3 separate regions of the Mus musculus genome follow, and all the other regions are linked to region 2. Evidence: chromatin contacts called from public promoter capture Hi-C data. All regions are on one chromosome and are shown on one strand. The core of a region is the stretch at or near the end of the contact, and the rest is flanking DNA. Distances in the headings are between cores, read along the strand shown. Region 1 overlaps Arel1 (apoptosis resistant E3 ubiquitin protein ligase 1). Region 2 overlaps Ylpm1 (YLP motif containing 1). Region 3 overlaps Ltbp2 (latent transforming growth factor beta binding protein 2).

The links. Capture Hi-C pulls out chosen DNA fragments and counts their contacts.
Region 1: a promoter capture Hi-C map of pancreatic islet shows a contact between it and region 2. The contact joins two enhancer-like sites. A contact is called at or near these places in 13 of 39 promoter capture datasets (the 3T3-L1 cell line, 3T3-L1-derived adipocytes, the C10 cell line and 7 more), 3 of 484 Hi-C or Micro-C datasets (cortical neurons, erythroid progenitors and nephron progenitors), 2 of 115 datasets of contacts at active chromatin or transcription factors (embryonic fibroblasts and embryonic stem cells) and 3 of 9 other capture datasets (adipose tissue, liver and pancreatic islet).
Region 3: a promoter capture Hi-C map of pancreatic islet shows a contact between it and region 2. The contact joins two enhancer-like sites. A contact is called at or near these places in 5 of 484 Hi-C or Micro-C datasets (the Ba/F3 cell line, embryonic fibroblasts, group 2 innate lymphoid cells and 1 more), 4 of 115 datasets of contacts at active chromatin or transcription factors (acute myeloid leukemia, bone marrow-derived dendritic cells, embryonic fibroblasts and 1 more) and 3 of 9 other capture datasets (adipose tissue, liver and pancreatic islet).

What each region holds. Positions count from the first base shown.
Region 1 is chr12:84,919,691-84,923,549 of GRCm38.p6, reverse strand. It overlaps Arel1 (apoptosis resistant E3 ubiquitin protein ligase 1), which reads left to right. Exons shown (of 20, transcript NM_178065.5): 18 at 2,203-2,292; 19 at 2,695-2,870; 20 at 2,970-3,859. The coding sequence ends at 3,072. Among named protein-coding and RNA genes, the nearest start is that of Ltbp2, 45 kb to the right of the region's middle. Within about 2 kb of position 1,504, at least 4 of the 459 cell types and tissues checked have an H3K27ac peak or open chromatin away from gene starts, as enhancers often do. A contact at or near this core is called in pancreatic islet, where this site is marked.
Region 2 is chr12:85,049,266-85,052,620 of GRCm38.p6, reverse strand. Ylpm1 (YLP motif containing 1) reads right to left here. Exons shown (of 21, transcript NM_178363.4): 14 at 2,753-2,929; 15 at 2,594-2,677; 16 at 2,249-2,332. Among named protein-coding and RNA genes, the nearest start is that of Prox2, 46 kb to the left of the region's middle. Within about 2 kb of position 1,295, at least 76 of the 459 cell types and tissues checked have an H3K27ac peak or open chromatin away from gene starts, as enhancers often do. A contact at or near this core is called in pancreatic islet, where this site is marked.
Region 3 is chr12:84,818,020-84,821,416 of GRCm38.p6, reverse strand. The region is part of intron 8 of Ltbp2 (latent transforming growth factor beta binding protein 2); the gene reads left to right. Among named protein-coding and RNA genes, the nearest start is that of Isca2, 46 kb to the right of the region's middle. Within about 2 kb of position 2,041, at least 35 of the 459 cell types and tissues checked have an H3K27ac peak or open chromatin away from gene starts, as enhancers often do. A contact at or near this core is called in pancreatic islet, where this site is marked.

The sequences.
Region 1 (3,859 bases), core at 255-2,754, 130 kb after region 2:
TAGCCAGAAAGACGTTTATTATACAGGAGTTAGAGTCACTTTAAAAGAAATTTTTAAAAATGTATATGAGTCTTTTCCTGCATGTATGTCTGTGCACCTTGTCTCATCTTTTAAAAATTACAATGTTGAAATTTATAGAGCAGCAAGTAGTTATGAAGAGTAGTCATTAATATTTATCAAGTATTATTGATATTAATTGACTAATGAGTATTTGCATAATATATAGTCTTCATATTTAAGTGGATTATAGAGTATATTTTTTAGGGGTGTGTGAACTATGAGCTGTGTGCTGAGATTCCAGAGAAACTGCAGTGAAGAAGACAGAAGTCCCTCCAGGCTCTATGCTAGTGAAAGACACAGAATGGGTCATATTAAAGTCACGTGTGTTTACATATCTGTAGTGTCACAGAGTGTGAGAACATGTGCATGTATTTACATATCTAAGTAACGGTGATTTCACATTTTGTCAGCCCAAAGTTAGCTCTAAGATGGTTAAATACCATTTTTTTTTTGTTTTGTTTTGTTTTTTTGAGACAGGGTTTCTCTGTATAGCCCTGGCTGTCCTGGAACTCACTTTGTAGACCAGGCTGGCCTCGAACTCAGAAATCTGCCTGTCTCTGCCTCCCGAGTGCTGGGATCAAAGGTGTGTGCCACCACCGCCTGGCTAAACACCATTTTTATGGTCAGCTGAATGAAAGGCCTTAGGAGTCGAGAACAAGAGAGTCAGCTTGTCTTTTCTTGCTGCTGCTCCTCACACATGATATGTACAGTCAAAGTTCTTCATAACGTTCCTGTTAGAAATCCTTCCTGCACTCTGGAGTTCCAGGACAGCCAGGGCTAGAGAGAAGCCCCATCTCAAAACACAGAAACAAAACAAAACAACAACAAAAGAGAAACTTTAAAATGTGTAAGGAAACCGCTATTGTCAGTATCATCAGGTGATGCTGTGTAATTCTTCCTCGGCTAGAGAACAGTCAAGCTTCTGTGATTCTCATCACCGGCAGTGCCTGGAGATGTAAGATCCAAACAATGAATTCTCAGTCTAGAATTTCTATAGACCTCTTACCTGTGCTGCTGCCTTGGGGCCCTGGGGTATTTTGTTGTAGTGTGAGCATTGGAGACAACACATCCGAGAATGGGAGAAAAGCTGCAGTCTACAGTTCCTCAGGCTGCTCCGAGCTACTCATTAACTTGGCATGGTCTTCGAGAAACTAAAGCTTCCAGGGCTGAAGTTGGGCTTTTTTGTCTCTTTATTAAGAGGTATCATTCCTTACAGCTATTGGATGGATATTCATAGTCTGCTAAGTAACATGCTGGCTCTTGAGCCAAATTAGGACATCAACAAGATATTTAAGGCTCTGATGTCATTAATGTTCTCTCTCTCTCTCTCTCTCTCTCTCTCTCTCCCCCTCTCTCTTTCCCCGCGCCCCCCTCCCCCATCCTTTTAGTTTATCTGTTCAACTGGAAGCAGAGCTAAAGGGAAGCAGTTAAAAGTTCAGCCCACGAAAGGGGGCTAGACCTGAGAGAAAGCACTCATAAAGGGCCCTTCCCCTGGGCAATCCTCTGCTGACTAGAACACAGACGCAGTTATTTTATTTCTTTCATTTCATTCTGTAATGACAAAGCCACCTTAGCAGTTCTTAACTAGGCATACTCGTCAGAAACACCTAGGAAACCTCTTCAGCTGTATTAATGTATAATCCAACTTCAGAGATTCTGCTTCAGTACCTAGTGTACTCATCTGTCTGTCTTTTAAATCCAGTCTATGTGATACAGGCATACATGTGCCACAGAGCTTATTGTGTGCTGTGGTATATCCGAGGTCAGGGGACCACTTCTAGGAGTTTGTTACACCCCTCCACTGTGCGTTCTAGGGATCCAACTCAGGTTGGCTGGCTTGCACAATAATCACTTTTGTTTTCTGCTGAATCGTGTGTGTGTGTGTGTGTGTATGTGTGTGTGTGTGTGTGTGTGTGTGTGTGTGTGTGTAAGTGGTGTGGATTTATTAATACTGTGATTTTTGTTTTGTTTTGTTTTGTTTTTTTGAAATCCCACACTAATTAGGAATCATTGGCCTATTACAGTTCATTCTAGCACTGTGATCTCATTTTCTGTCTTTCTCCTGGCATTGGTTTCATTCTGCATACCCATGTATGTAGGTAACTGACTAAATAGAATGTCTTTGTCCTTCTGTCTGTCTAGCTGCTGATGTGTGGGACTGGAGACATCAATGTATCTGACTTCAAAGCCCATGCTGTAGTGGTTGGTGGATCCTGGCATTTCAGAGAAAAGGTAATGGGCTAAGCTTTCACAGTTGGGTTGGTATTGACTTAAGTGGAATGGTTTTAGAAGACAAATGTAGAAGAGTCGAAGAAGTTGACATGTTGACTGGCAAAACAATGATTCTGGGAAAACAGGTAGTTATCCAAGCCGAAAGGAGCTCAGGTCCCTAAAGACAGGTGCCTTGACTACCACTGCGGTAATGGGTGGGAATGGAAGTAAGCAGAGCCAAGCAATCAATTGGTGATTACCCGCTGATCCTGTGACAATGTAAATTCTTGCAGGGATTGTTATTCATGCCTCATAGTGCTGTAACTGGGAGCATGTGCCTCCCCACAGTATCCTGGTCCTTCCTTAGGAGTCAGATCTTAGGCTGCATGTCATGTTGATGAAAGCCCTGTCTTTTCCTGCCAGGTCATGAGGTGGTTTTGGGCTGTGGTTTCCAGTCTGACCCAGGAGGAACTGGCTAGGCTGCTTCAGTTTACAACAGGCTCTTCTCAGCTCCCACCTGGAGGATTTGCTGCCCTCTGTCCCTCATTTCAGATTATTGCTGCTCCAACCCATAGCACGCTTCCTACTGCACACACATGGTAGGCTGCCCGAAGCATCCCTGGTGGGGGAGTCTCTTTCTAGCCCTTGCCCATGTTTCTTGTAGTATGAATTCATCATCTTCCTCCTTGTTTTTCCAGTTTTAACCAACTGTGCCTCCCTACATATGACTCATATGAAGAGGTGCACAGGATGCTACAGCTGGCCATCAGTGAGGGTTGCGAGGGCTTTGGCATGCTCTGACCGCTCCTCTGTCACCTGCTTGGCTCCCAAGCTCTCTAGAGCATCTGGACACATGTTAACAAGCATAGCCACTGACCTTAACCACAACCATTAGCCAGAAGATACTGCATGCTCCCTTGTGTCTGGAGTATTCTGTCATCTGCAAGCCCTGTTCTTACCTCACCTGTCCACGTTCACCACAGGCCACTTGAGCACGTGGCACCTATCTGAGCTCTACTCAGTCATGAGAGGAGGACCATGCTGCTGTCACTTCGTTGGTCCCTTGAAGATCTCTGTGACCGGATCTGCCTCCGTGGCTGGGAGACATTCATAACACAGAGGACTCAGTTCTGTTGGAAAGCCAGCATGTGAGACCCTTCCACCATGCCTCATTCCAGCCCTCCTTGAGCTCACTACTTGACCAGACTGGGTAATGCATCACCTCTTCTCATCAGTGGTCAGGAGAAGTGCAGCTAGAAAGTGGCCCACACAAGCCGTCTGATTTGTCCTCCCACATAATGGCAGGCACAGGCCATGGCACTGGATTAGTTCTCATGGGGACTGGTAGTACAAAAGGATGTCTTTAAGGTGACAGAACTGGAAAAGATACTCCCTGTGGGCATTTTTAAAGATGATCATTAATCTATAAGGAATTTGCTAAGCTTTCTCTTGAATTTGAGCCAGTGAGAAAAGCAGTCAGAAGAATGTGAAGGATGTCTGCGCTGCAGCCTCCAGTGCTGGGTACGCTTCTCTCGTGGGGAAGGGCCGTGTCCAGGCATGTGGATGGCTTGAAGACTACTGATGCTTT
Region 2 (3,355 bases), core at 46-2,545:
CTTTGTGTATAAGAATCACTGTGGGAGAACGAGTAGCAGGCAGGATAACTAAAGTTCCATTCAGCTGGGACCCAAGCGATCCACATGTGCCTCCTTCCTATAATGTCTCCACCAGAGCCAATTCTCCTTCAGCCTCAGCCAATAATGTTCTTGGACTGTTTAATCACCTTGTAAGGTTTGAATATAAATGACTTAGCGTTTGGGTAGCTAATCCAAGAGTGAGCTGCAGCTAGTTATTATCTCCCGGTAACTTTTGAAAGTCACCAAGAGTTTGTAAACAATCTCAATCTTAATCTGTGCCTTCCGTGGTTGGATTCCTCACAGACCTATCCTAGATCCTGGGTCATTAACAGAACTCCCTCCCTCCCTGTATTTCTTTAGCAACAATCTACAATCCCCAACAATGCAATATTCCTTTTTATTTCATCAAACATTTTCTTTAAGGTATCTACATCTGAATCAGCCAATAAGAATCATCCATACAATGAATGAATGACTAATAAATACCTTTGGAAATATAAACAGCACTGGCTTAGTACTTTATGCCTTGATTATGTTGTGTTTTATACTAGTAAGTTTAGCTCGCCCTAAATTTTTTCTTCCATAGAAGAACCATTGACACTATTAAGAAAAAACAAACAATCAAAAACAAACATTTCCCATACAGGGAACTTTAATACTGAGTTATTCCCAATATTAGGGAAAAACCAAAAAACATTTTAACAAAAATAAACATGTGTACTCTGTCCAATTGGCCTGGAGGATTTATCCTGGCAGAATTTTCTCTCCCGTTTCCCCCGAGTCTTACATTCCCCCTTCATCTGTCATCCCCTCCCCTTTACCATCGCCTCCACAGCCCTCTCTCCTCCCTCCAGGGGTGGCAGGAGCGGTCTGGCAGGGGTCGGCTGGCAGGGGTGGGCTCTTGAGAGCTGCATTCTGTCCCAGACGTGAAGGGCACACAGAGGTGCACCTGATGGTTAGACCCTGCTGGCTGGGGTGCCCTGTTGGGCTCCCGTGGAGAAAATTCCCTCTTTAAGATGGCAATCTGACTTTGGAGGAGGAATCCAGCCCGGGTTGGGTGGATATTAACCAGAATTGCCAGGATCTCCAGATCCACAGCAGGAGGGAGGGGTAGATTGGGTGAGGCCGAAATGACCTGCCACGATTGAGGAAGCAATCAGGTGGCTTTTTTTGTTTTGTTTTTGCCCCTCCCCAATCTCCTAGTTTCCCATGATATAGAGCGTTTTTTGAAACGCTGAGGTCAGAGAGAGGTGTCACAGGGAATTCCCCAAAGTCCCAGCTGTGAGTCAGCCCTGCAAATTTTAGAGAAACTGCCAACAGCCCTAATGACATTACTAGTCAATGTGTAACAGGGCTTTTTCTTTTTTCTTTTGTTTTCAAGAAGAATAAAAGATAGGGGGTTATCTGTCAGGGATCAGACAGAGGGTTGGAGGCCTTCCACCCACACCAAGCGGTGGGTGGTCTTGGCCAGAGGATATCAATTGCTACTTCCCTGTGTCTGATCCTTTAGGACAGAGCAAACTGAAAGTAAGAGAGAGGAGAGAGGAGAGAGGAGAGAGAGAGAGAAGGAACAGATTAGTCCTAGACAAGGAGGTGTAAGACAGGTGGGGCAGATTGATGTCGAAACGGGGGTGGGGGGTGGTGGTGATCGATCTGCTCAAGGACTGAATCAAAGAGGTGCCTAGGGGGTGTGGGAAGAGAAGGTTAAGTAAATAAAAACACAAAAGAATTTAATTTATAGTATCATATCAATGTAAACTTTTTTTTTTCCTTTTTGTTTTTTTGAGACAGGTCTATAAGCCCTGGCTGTCCTAGAACTCATTTTGTAGACCAGGCTGGCCTTGAACTCACTCAGATCTGTCAGCCTTTGGGGGACTAAAAGTGTGTGCCATTAGCCCAGCTAATGCTTACCTTAAATTTTATAATTAAATGGATTTATTAGAGAATGTCCTTGTTCTTAGAAGATAGCCATCAACAACATATTCCGGACTGATGGGTTATGAGGTTTTTCAACACAATTCTCATATGATTGTATAGTAATGGTATGAAATAATGTTACTAAGTATTTATAAGGTGTTTATTAAAATGTGTGGAAATATTAACACCTGAATTGGTTGAGATTATTTAAAGGTATGTAAGTGCTCATGTAACTTTTCTGGAAGTTTCAGATTTTCACAGTGAAGAAGGTGTTGCTTATCTGCACTGCCCTGAGGCAGAGTATACTCACTTCTTCAATCGCAGCATCTTGTAGCAGGGAGCGGATGTCTAGACGCATCATGTGACGAGGTGCAACTTCCCAGTGTTCAGCCATCTATTGAGATGTTCAGAACAAGTTAACTCTGACAACTACTCCAATAAAGACTAAGGAGAGTGTCAAGAGAAACACAACTAATGCTATAACTTTAACAGACTAGCTTTAAGAAGAGCTAGGCATCCCTTTCCACTTATAAGACAGAAAGGAGAACATTTATTAAAGCAGGCAGAAAGATTTCTGAGCGACTTAAGACAGCATTACTAGTGCTGAAAGAATGATGTCTGGGATTCTCCAGCATACCATGTTTCTAAAAATCACCTTGTTTATTTCTTTAAGCTTTCTTCCATGAATATTTCTCTTGCCACAAGTCTGGTTATCAGCACTCATTTCAGCCAAATACACCTAAATAAAAATGTGTAACAATTAGGCCAAGAAATACAAATTCACACTAAAAGTGCTTCAAAGTTAAGACTATACCTCAAAACCCTTGGTTTTCGCTGCACTCCAAAACTGATCAAAATGTCTAACTCTGTCATTGATAGCATCCAGAATAATGAAAGGGAAAAAGCCGTCATCTAGAGTCTTTTTGAAAGTTTTGAACATGCTGGTGCGATAAGTCTCTTCCATGTCAGCTTCATATTCATATTCCATTACCTAAGACCCCACAGAGAAAAGGAGGTTATTAGCAGGAGTAAGGAACCAGACTGAGCCGGGCTCAACTGAAGCAGGATGACTGCATCCTCTTCTTCCCACCTAAGCACCAAAGTTTGTGTCCAGAAGACAAGGAAATTCTCATCTTCAAAAACAAACAAACAAAAAAACCCCAACCCAGTGCAAGCTAGGCATGGCAGTGCACACCTTGAATCTAAGTAGGTGAGGCTGATCTTGTGAGTTCAAAGTCAACCTGATCTACCTGACAAGTTCCAGGTCAGCCAGGGCTACATAAGTAAATACCCTGCCTCAAAAACAAAAACAAACAAACCATAAACAAACCCTGCCTCAAACAAACAAACAAACAAACAACTGCTCCCCCATCTCTCCCTGAACACATCTTCCTTCACATCCCAACACAGGTCTAGT
Region 3 (3,397 bases), core at 792-3,291, 230 kb after region 2:
CCTGGCTGCCCTGGCTGCCCCGGTTGCGCTGGGCTCCCACACCATTTCTACCAGAAGAGTGAAGCTTCACCTCAGCATACTCACCTGTCTGCCATGTGCAATTCTGGGGCAAGGCTCCAGCCAGCTCAGAAATCCAAGCGTGGCCTCCCATGGCAAATATGAGTCTGTCCTCAGGGGGAGGGGGGGGTGGAAGGGGTATGCATCAGGGATCCTCCATATGTCCCTGTTGTGGGCACCTTGTCATGGCTGAGATCAAGAGTGTAGTATAAATAGCTCTGTGGCCAGACATGTCTTCACTGTCTCCTCCCAAGCTCTGCTTGGGGAACCAGGGCCAACCCTGTCTCCAGCAATTAGAAGTTTTTGTTGAGGCCTCCTTGGGAAGGAAGGATAGCAGAGTGGCAGAGAGATTGCAGCCAGGGGCTCCTCACAGAGCTTACACTCTAGGAAGGAGATGGGCAAGCACACTAGTGGTCACATGACATGCTAAATGCCATGAGCAGGGAAGGCCAGTGCCCTCCGAACATGCAGGAAGGACACCTGCCGCCCTCATCCCTGTGAGAGGGTCACACAGTTCAGTGGCTGCTGGATTCTCACCCCAGGCCTCGTGGCCATCTGAACGTCTGCTCCTCCCAAGGAGATTTTTCTGGTTCTTCGAGATCATGATGCTGAACTTGGTCTCACAGAAGTTGGGAAGACTTTCGGAAAGGTATGGAAATACCTAGTTTGACGTGGAGGCTGTTGGCCAACATTGGGAGAGCTGCTACTAGAGATAGAAGCTTGGCGGTTACTTATTTTTCTCTAGAAGCTTGCCTCCAGGAAGTACAGACAATTGGGTATTTTCTCTTCAACCCAGTGAGAGCCAAGTCTCATTACAGGGCAGGACCTGCATTGTGGAGGGAGCCTGGGCTTCCATGTGACCATGGCCAGCTCTTCTCAGCTCTCTCATGGTTTTGTTCAGATTCTAGTGGCTGGGTCTCCTCTTGTTCTTAGTTCTAGCCAAACACTCTCCCCATCCTACCCCCCAACTGCCCAGAAAGCAAAGATCTGCCTGACTTCTCTTCTAATCTCTCTGGATGTCAGGAGGTAATGCTGCCCTGGCCTCTGGTACACTGAAACCTGCTGAGAAAGACTCCTTCTCACCTCTTTCTCTTCTTCCTCCTCCTGCATTCGACCTTGACTTGTTCCTGCCAGCCTCCTTACCTCCCTGAGTTCTGTAAAATGGGGACTAGAAGCCTTCCTGACGGTCACTGTTGTGAGAAACAGACAGGACAGCGTGGCCCGGTGTCCTTGCTATCCAAGCGTCATACAAACACTAACTTGGCGTTACTCCTCAGCCCCCGGCAAATACTCTGTAGTATTCTTTCCCAGTTTCTGCTCTTCATAACGCCTTCTGCCTGTATCCAATCTGCCAGTGTTCCAAGTTTCTCCAGACAGTGTGGACTCAGTCTCCCTTCCTCCCGCCCTCAGCTCACACCACCAGGCCCCAGGTTCCCAAGCTTCACCTTGGCCCACGGCCTGAAACTTGGACCTTCCAAAGCTTCACCTCCATTCCTGTGGCTCACTCAGTGCTTCAGAACCCACACTTAGACCCTCAGACAACATGGATCCTGTCAGTAAAAAAAATTAGAACTTCAATGTATTTTTTCGTTTTTAGTAGCAAAGGAGGCATGAAGTTTTACAAGTGTATGTCCTCACTTGATCTGCCCATTATGCCAGATGGTCACACGTCTTGCTTGGCTTGCAGCATGCTCTGGGATGGGGTTTCCAGGCAACTGGCATCTCCATGTGTTTGATTTTGTCATGTTACAATTCCTGTGGCTCCCATGGTTCTGCTTCCTGCACCTGTTTGTTGTCTGGCCTTAACTAAATCAGCCCTGACAAAGCAGAGGTGGGACTCTAGGAAATTCCTGCTAAGAACCTGTGGTCTGGAGAAACTACTAATGACGTAATCATAAGCTATCATGAAAGGCATAACAGCTGCACGTCTTATAATGACTTGTCATCAGCCCATCACCCATGGCCTGACATGCACAGCAAGAGCCAGCTGGCCAAACTGTGAAAGGCAGAGTTCTGTCTGCTACCATAGATAACAAACCTCTCCCTAAGAGCCTAGAGAGGCGGCTACTAAGTAGCAGCTACACACTTGGAATAACATTTGTAGGCCAGGCATGGAGGCTCACAACTGGAATCCCAGCATTTGGGAGACAAAAGCAGATGTGAGATGGAGAATCTGAGTCTGTCCTGGGCTACACAGAGAGACCCTCTCAAAAAAACAAAACAAAACAAAAAAACAAAAACAAAAACAAAAACAAAAACAAAAAAACAACCAGGGAAGACTAGAGGAGTTGGGAATTTAGTTTAGTGCTAGGGCCCTGAGTTCCACCTTCAGCACTGAAAACAAAACCTGTAAACACCAAGACACTCAAACTTGGCTGAGCAGCTGAATAAAAGTATCATTACTCTCCCTTCCTCCTCCTCCTCCTCTTCCTCTTCTTCTTTCCCCTCTCCTCCTCATTAAGAGAGAAGGTCTAGACCAGAGTGACCTTGAACTCACAGAGATCTGTCTCGGTCTCCTTATTAAGATGTGAATCATCCTATCCAGCAAAATTGCATTATTTTAAAAAATTCTTTCTTTTTATTCTCAGTTATACCTCTGTGTGTCCATGTGTTGGTGTGTGCACCTGAGTGACCCATAGAGGCCAGTAGAGGGCGCTGGATCCCATAGAGCTAGAGTAACAGTTCCCTTCTTCCATCACGTGGCTCAGTGGGATTGAACTCAGGGTGTCAGGTTTGGTGGCCAGTGCATCGACCCACTGAGCCATCTCATCAGCTCTTAGGTACTTCTCATCTTAGGAATTATGAACTCAATCCTCCCTCCCCCCACCTCAGTGCTGGAGATCAAACCCAAGAGGTGGGCACACTCACTGGACCGCCACTCTAAAACAATGTCGATGCTTTCTTTTTCTGTTTAGTATCTAGGGGCTTTTTGCCTCTGTGACAAGAGAAGGATGTTGTGAAATCAAGGCAGGATGTGTGTTAGCATCAAAACACTGATATCATTTTCCTTGTTGGCCAATATGCATTCAGATCCCTCCTGTGTCTTTATCATCATTTCCAAATAAAGCTAATAAGGTAAATAAGCATGTTTGATCATGCTATATTGCAAAATGTGGGTTAGCAGAATGTCTAATGCATATAATATTATAGCTACATGTGTGTTATAAACTCGGGCGAAATGGCTTTTTATGTCTGTCTATCTTTCTGTCTATCCAGGTTTTTTGAGACAGGCTTTCTCTGTGTAGCCCTGGCTGTCCTGGAACTCTGTCTGTAGACCAAACTGACATGAAAGTCGAAGATCCATCTGCCTCTGCCTTCTAAGTGCTGGGGTTAAAGGCAT